Regions from separate parts of the Sus scrofa genome. Here region 1 is linked to region 2. Evidence: chromatin contacts called from public Hi-C data. All regions are on one chromosome and are shown on one strand. Each heading gives the region's core, a stretch centred on a gene start, on an enhancer-like site or on the middle of the called end of the contact. The rest is flanking DNA. Distances are from core to core; before and after follow the strand shown. Region 1 holds the start of GFOD1 (glucose-fructose oxidoreductase domain-containing protein 1). Region 2 overlaps GFOD1 (glucose-fructose oxidoreductase domain-containing protein 1).

Evidence for each region. A called contact is a pair of places that touch in the nucleus more often than the background predicts.
Region 1: a Hi-C map of skeletal muscle shows a contact between it and region 2, with 4 times the contacts expected there. The contact joins the promoter of GFOD1 here to the enhancer-like site in region 2. A contact is called at or near these places in 1 of 5 promoter capture datasets (liver), 7 of 47 Hi-C or Micro-C datasets (heart right ventricle, liver and skeletal muscle) and 2 of 2 datasets of contacts at active chromatin or transcription factors (alveolar macrophages and skeletal muscle).

What each region holds. Positions count from the first base shown.
Region 1 is chr7:9,852,697-9,856,478 of Sscrofa11.1, reverse strand. GFOD1 (glucose-fructose oxidoreductase domain-containing protein 1) reads left to right here and starts at 2,201. Exons shown (of 2, transcript XM_021100194.1): 1 at 2,201-3,427. The coding sequence starts at 2,890.
Region 2 is chr7:9,782,167-9,785,813 of Sscrofa11.1, reverse strand. All of the region lies in intron 1 of GFOD1 (glucose-fructose oxidoreductase domain-containing protein 1), which reads left to right. Among named protein-coding and RNA genes, the nearest start is that of GFOD1, 70 kb to the left of the region's middle. Within about 2 kb of position 2,228, at least 25 of the 83 cell types and tissues checked have an H3K27ac peak or open chromatin away from gene starts, as enhancers often do. A contact at or near this core is called in liver and skeletal muscle, where this site is marked.

The sequences.
Region 1 (3,782 bases), core at 952-3,451, 71 kb before region 2:
GACGAAAGGTTTATTTGTATTCACACTGAAGCTAGGGGTAGAATTCCCTTAAAAAGAACAGAAACAAAACTCCCTCTTATTGGCCCGATGTTGTTCTCTTGTCTAAATGCCTCTCACGTCAAGAAACGACATTGAGGAGTTTCTGCTGTGGCTCAGCAGGTTAAAACTCCAAGTAATACCCACCAGGATGCAGCGTCAATCCCTGGCCTCACTCACTTGGTTTGGATCCGGTATTGCCTTGAGCTGTATTGTAGGTCACAAATGCGGCTCGGATCTTGCATTGCTGCGGTTGTGGTGTAGGCCAGCAACTGTGGCTCTGATTTGACCCCTAGCCTGGGAACTGCCATATGCCACAAGTGCAGCCCTAAAAAAAAAAAAAAGAAAGAAAGAAAGACAGAAATGATGTTGAGGAATTTCCTGGTGCCTTAGCAGCACAGAAAAAAAGAAAAAAAAATGATGTTGATAACAGACCCACTCTCCATTTCTTTAACATTTATTACTATGTGCTAGACACTATTCTAAGAACTTTATAAAACCAACTCGTACAATCCTTCAAAATCCTCATTGGTGGATACCATTATTCCTTCCACTTTACAGATGCAACTGGCCCAGGCAGGTCAACTCATTTTTAGGATCTTACAGCTAGTAAATAGCAGAGCCAGGAGTCAATCCCAGATGCTCCAGCTCTGCTTCCAGCCCCAATGCCCAGCGCCACGTCCTCTGCTCCCCATGAACGGTGCCATCTTTGACCCATGACCTGGCCTCTGGGTACTGAGAAGGTGCCCCCGGTCAAGAATCATTGCTGCACCGCCACCACCGCGGGCGTTCCTGCCTGGCTTCTTAGAACTCCTCTGCTCTAAAGAAGCCTGTCAATATTGATGGCAACCCCCCTTTTGTCTCTGCCACTCCAGCACTCAGCGTCCTTTGAGCCTGTCTCCCAAGGCCCTGAGGTGGGCCTCCTCCCTGTATTATTACACCCACGCATTTTTGGAGTCCTGCTCTCTTCTCGCGCCCTGCCTCATTACCAGCTGTTACAAGTTGTTTTAAAAACTTCTAAGTATCAGGCTTTTCACTCCTGTGTTCAAGCAGACCTTGTGCCACATTGAGCCGAGTGCCAAAGACAAGAGATGAACATGGCAGGACGCCTGACCTTTCGGCACCGAGCAGGTGCAAAGCGGGCATTCAGCGAAGAATATCCATTCATTTATTTAGCACATGTTTATTGAGCGCTTACTACAAGCCAGGCAGGCTGTGTGCTAGGTGCGAGGATTCGGCAGGAAACCCCTCCCGGAGCATGGGGAGAGTCTCCGCCGGGCAGAGGGCTCGGGAAAGGAGCTGAGGCCCTGGAAAGTGGCGGTGAAAAAACCGAAGCATGAGGCTAGAGGCTGGCGTGCCCTCTCGCTGAGCGACCCCTCTGTCTGGAAACCCAGATGCAACACACACGTGCGGGACCCTTACCCCACAGCTGCTGCCAAGCACAGCAGCGTCCACGCGGTGGGTGAGGAAGGCGGCTGGGCCGTGTGTGCGCAAGCGGGTGAGGGTGGCGCACGATTAGAGCTGGCTCTCTTAGAAGGAGAGGGGAGAACTCCAGGCCCAAACTGCAGCCTGGATTCCAAAACCAGACATGTTGTGCGACCTTGCGCAAGTCCCTAATCCTTCCCAGGACTCAGTTACATCATCAGTTAAATGGGTTTCCAATAACCTTAGGGTTGGTGCGAGGATTTAGAGAGAATGCGTGGAAAGCTTCTCTGGTGTAGTTCCCAGCCTGGAGGAAAACATCCCCGGAGCGGACGGAGGTGGTAATTACCCGCTGCTCACACCTCGCCGCGTCCCCGGGCCTCCCCCGGGCCAGGTCACCCGCTGCTCTCTGCCGAGGTCCAGACGACGAGCCTATTGGGGCGTGCCCTGTCTCCATAGATTCATTGGCTTGCTTGGGGCGGGGTTCGGAAAGAGACGGGGAGAAAGAGGAGGTGGTGGAGGGCGAAGAAAGGGGAGACGCGCGCTGGGCTGGAGGCGAACGAGGCGGGGCCGGGGAGGAGCCGGGCGTGTTCTGGGTCCCCGCGCTGCGCGCACCCGGAGCCCGCGGCGGCGGAGGCGGGGGCGGCGCGCGGCGGCCAATGGCGCGGGGCGCTGCGGCGGGGGCGGGGCCAGGAACCCCCGGCCGCTGACAGCCCGACTCGCCAACTCCGCCCTCGCCCCGCGGGATCCCGGAGCCCGAGCCGGCCCCGGGCCCAGGCCGCCCGCGCCGCGCGGCGAGAGAACATGGCAGCAGAATGAGGAGGCTGGTCCCGGGTCGTGGCCGCCACCGCCGCCGCCGCGCTGCAGCTCCAGTTCCGCGCCCCACGCCTTCCGAGCCGTATGCTTAGCCGGCCTCCTGGTGGCCGTCGGTTTATTTCACACGGAGCGGCGGGCGGGGAGGAAGGGGACCCCGCCGCTCAGCCGGTCCGGGCTCCGGCAGCGTGTCGCGGCTTGTGCGTGAGACTCGCCGGCTGCGGAAGCGACGCGGGGGACAGCCGGTCCCGGGCGCGGGGATGAGCCGGCCATGGAGCGGCCTCAGCTGGGCGCACGCAGCCGGCTGGCGCTGCGGCGGGAGCGCCGCTTGAGCCGGGGCTCCGCGGGGCTTCGGGGCCTCGGGCGCCGCGGGAGGGTTCCTGCCGCCGCCTCCGGGAAGGACGGGAGCCCTGCGTGGCGGACACTGCAGCAGTCACCGAACTGAGGCGCCCGAGCCCGCTCCGCCTGCAGCTCGGTGTGCTCTGGGCACCCGGGCGCCTTGCCCACGGCGGCTGGCGCACCGCGGCGAGCTGGGTGCGGGACTGGCTAGAGGGGTGTGTGTGCGCGTGTTCGACCGGAGATCCGAGCTAAAGTAGAATCAGGTGGACTCAAGCAGCCATGCTACCCGGGGTGGGCGTGTTCGGCACCAGCCTCACGGCCCGTGTCATCATCCCGCTGCTGAAAGACGAGGGCTTCTCGGTGAAGGCGCTGTGGGGCCGCACGCCGGAGGAAGCGGAGGAGCTGGCCAAGGAGATGAGCGTCCCCTTCTACACCAGCCGCATTGACGAGGTGCTGCTGCATCAGGATGTGGACTTGGTGTGCATCAACCTGCCGCCGCCCCTCACCAGGCAGATCGCTGTCAAGACCCTGGGTGAGCGACCCCTCCCCCACCTCCGCTCCAGACTTCTCTCTTTCCTCCCCCGCTGCTTTTCTCCTCTCGCCCCGGGTTCATCCCGGAAGCTTACACGGCATCCACGCGACCCGGGGCCCCGAGATCCTACATCCTACTCCGAGCTTTCTCCTTCCTCCCTGGCCTTCCCCACAACTACGCTTCCCTCCTCGGCTCTGGCACCACCTGGACGCGCTTCCCCACGTGTGTGGCGCGGAGGCTGCAGGAGGCGTGTGTTCCGGGGAAGCGGATCGGGCGGAGGAAATGGTGAAGACTGGGGATAGGCTGCTCGGGGGGGGGTGGGGAGGGGGGCACAAAACGAAGTCCCCCGCTGTGTGTGTGTGTATAGTGCCTGAGTGTGTGCGTGCGTGCGCGCCTGCGCGCCCAGGAACGCCAGAATAAAGGGCCCCACACGTGTGCCGGGTTTTCCCCGGGGGCGATTGACAACCTGACTTTCTGCAGATGTGGCGCCCTGCTGGGATAGTTTGTTTCTTTCTGCTGTGAGTTAGTTTAGTGTGACCTTAGAGATGTGACCCACGAGCTGCAATTATTTCCTCTTCGCTGAAAGTGAAGTGGTTGTATGAAGGGAGGAGATTTATTGGGACGATGCGGGGGTGGGGGC
Region 2 (3,647 bases), core at 979-3,478:
CTTACTTGATACCCTGGGGAGGTAAGGCCAGATCCCCCTCTGGCCCAGGACGTGGGCAGATGCCTCACCTTGAGGAAAGATGGGGTGGGAAGGCATCCCAGATAGGCAGCTGCCCTTGGGCCTGGACCACGCCCAGTAGCATCCACGTTCTGAGAGCTTGGTTCTGTGCTCTGAGCTTGGGTGGCCAGACAAGGTGGGTGGAGAAGGTGGGGTGACTCAACCGTACCGCATTCGGTTCCTTAGGAAGAGTGGCCCCCAGCCCAGGGCATGTCGGTATTGAAGGGCATCAGTGGGTGGAAAGGCCAGGCAATCTGGCTGGCAAGGAAAGGTCATGTTTCCCATGATTTGGCGTGTTCTGGAATGTTCTCTTGAGCAGACCTGCATGTTCAAGTTCTAGAAAGGGTGGAGGGAGTTCCGCTGTGGCTCCTGTCCATGAGGATGCAGGTCGATCCCTGGCCTCACTCAGTGGGTTAAGGATCCGGCGTTGCTGTGAGCTGTGGTGTAGGTCACAGAGGCGGCTTGGATCCTGCATTGCTGTGGCTGTGGTGTAGGCTGGCGGCTGTAGCTCCAATTTGACCCTAGCCTGGGAACCGCCGTATGCCGCAGGTGTGGCCCTAAAAACACACACACACACACACACACAAAATTGTGGAAGGGGTGGAAGAGAGGAGGGGACTGACTTTAAGAAAACACAAGGGAGTTCCCTTCGTGGCTCAGTGGTTAACGAATCCGACTAGGAACCATGAGGTTGTGGGTTCAATCCCTGGCCTCGCTCAGTGGGTTAAGGATCCAGAGTTGCCATGAGCTGTGGTGTAGGTCGCAGACATGGCTTGGATCTGGTGTTGCTGTGGCTGTGGCGTAGGCCGGCGGCTTCAGCTCCAATTACACCCCTAGCCTGGGAACCTCTGTATGCTGTGGATGTGGCCCGAGAAAAAGACAAAAATAAATAAATAAATAACCAAACAAATGAATAGTTTAAAGAAAATAAGAAAGAAAACATGAGAACAGGAGGGTAATGTTTTAAACTCTGGGGAATGTTCTAGGCGTTCTCGCCAGGAGGGGGAGGCTGCTGGGGAGTGACGGGAATCCAGGCGGTGACAGGTTGTGAGTCCTTGCAGCACAGGGTGGGCTCCTTGGCTGCCGCTGGATGTTCTGGAACATCCGATGCCCTTTCCCCTGAGCCCTGACCTCGCTTCCCTGCTTGGGTGCCGCAGCCGCTGGCCGCCCGCAGGAAGAGCAGGTGGCCTTCTGTACCTGACCATGTGAGCTGGGGGGACCGTGACCTTCGCTCTGAGCTACAGCCTCTTCTGCATAATGCTGTGTTCCTGGCACCTGGGGCCTCGAACTCCCTTATCTTTTTTTTTTTTTTTAACTGAAGTAGATGTGATTTATAAATATTATGTTAGTTTCAGGTGTACAGTGAGGGGATTCACTTAAGCATATATATTCGCTCCCGATTCTTCATTATGGAGTATTACATGAATTTGAATATAGTATAGTTCCCTGGGCCCTATAGTAAATCCTTGTTGTTATCTATTTGATATAGAGTGGTGCGCACCTGTTAATCCCAGACTCCTAATGTATTCCTTCCTGATTCACTTTCCCCTTTGGTAACCACAAGTTAGTTTTCTGTTGTCTGTGAGTCTCTTTCTGTTTTGTAATTAATCGCCCTTCCTTGTCCGCTCACAGTTAAGTTGACTTTCTGTTACTGAATCTATCCTTGGACTTGGTCTGAATATGCTGATTCCTGCTGTTAGCTGAGGGGTGGCCTTTTAGAAGCCCAGGCCCGCGGTCATGACAGCTGGCATTTATCAGGCACCCCCTGGGTGCCAGGCACTGCGCCCAAGCTCTTTCTACCACAGCCCAATGATGGGAGTGCATGTATCCGTCTCCATTTATAGCTGGAGCTGTGGGCGCCCAGCAGTATCGTGTGAGGGGCCTGGGGTCACACGCGCAGCAGGTGCTGGCGCCAGGAGCTGCTCTCAGACCCACTCTGTCCCGTTCTGTGCTGGGCAGTGTGTCCAGCCAGGGACGCCGTTATAACCCCGAGCTACCAAAGGCATCACCGCCTGTCTCAGACAAGCAGCTGGGCCCTGTGGCCTGACCAGCTAGTTTTGTCTAGTTGGTTGGCAGTACAGTGGGGCTGGCTGACCCTGGCACTCTCCACATTCTTAAGCACTGATGCCTGCGTCACACGATCTGGCCCTCTGTCCAGTGTGACCGCACTGCCACCTCCAGTCACTTCCAAATATGCACATCTTTCCGGCCCATCCAGATTGCAGGATGCTCGTGGACAGGGTCCACGCCAGGTTTTCTTGTTTTCCTCCAGTGGCCTCCCCCGAGCGCCTGGCCTATTAGCGGGTGCTTACAAGTGGTTTCATGCCCCTTAGCCTGACTGGGGGACAGCCTTTTAAGTGGCTGCCTTCCACGGCCGGATACAAATTGCCATCGACTGGTATTATGAGCCCTTCTCCCTTTGCAGAACAAACATGGTTTTACTTCAGCAACTGAAAGTGGAAGAAAACCATACCTGCAGATGCTAGGGCCTGATTTTAGCGGCTTAGCCATCTCATGCATTTTCTGTTGCCTTCTTTGTCGTGGGCATCTTTGTGCTGGGTAGTTCCTGCTGTTCAAAAGGCAAAACCAAATTGAACTCTGAGATGGAACCTGGTTCCCTCGGCAGTCTTGGGGGCTGATCTGCTAGGCCGTCTCTTGGGTTTAGCTGTGGGTTGGTCTGTACACGTGCTTATTTGAAACAGGGGCACAGGTGCTTGCTGCGCCAGGTGGTGGGAGCTGGGTGGCCTTGGTGGGAGGGGCGATGCATGCTTCAGAGCCGTGCTCCCCCACGCCCACCCCCCGTTTTGGCCAAAGAATGCTCAGCCATCCTTTTCAGCCTTGGAGGAGGAAAGAGCTCAATTTCAGCCACGTGCGAGCTCCCCACCCTCCTGGCGTGGAATGCCCCTGTGGGCACCATCCATTAGAAAAGATTTTATTAGTTTTTCTTGGCCCAGATTTCTTCTTTTGATTATCCCTGGCCAAGGAATGCAGGCTTATCACATGTCATTGTCCCTGCTGGCCCCAGCTGTGCTCCTGTACCTTGGTGGCAGGAGAGACTGGAGATCAGTGGCAACAGAAGCATTCCTAGCAAGTGGGGACCTTGTGCTCATGGTGCCTGTCCCCAGGCAGATTTTTAAGACTGCCGGTTCACCTCTGCTGCTTCCTTCTGCTGCCTGCGAGAGTGTGAAAGGCCCAGGGCATCATGGGCAAATGCTCCACAAAATTGTGTGGCCAGCAGCTTTACCAAAGCGAGGGAGAAGGGAGAAGGGGGGAAGGAGAGAGAGGAGAGGAGAGAGAGCGGCAAAGGCGCCAGGAGCATGCATAGACTCAGGGGCAGACATTTCCAGGGGACATGATGGCCAGTGACAGAGTGACAGAGCAAGAGGGTGGACCATTGGCCTGGGTCCACTCGGTACTCTGATACAACTTCTTGCCCAGTTCAGATGTTGCTGGGCGTCTTGTGTGTACAGTGGGTGATCACAGAGAGCGCTTGGAAGGCTGTGAACGGGTGCTGAGCAAACCCGAGGGTGCTTGTTGTCATAGCATCCCTGTCCCATCCCTCAGCCACCAACGCTCTCTCTCTAAAGCCT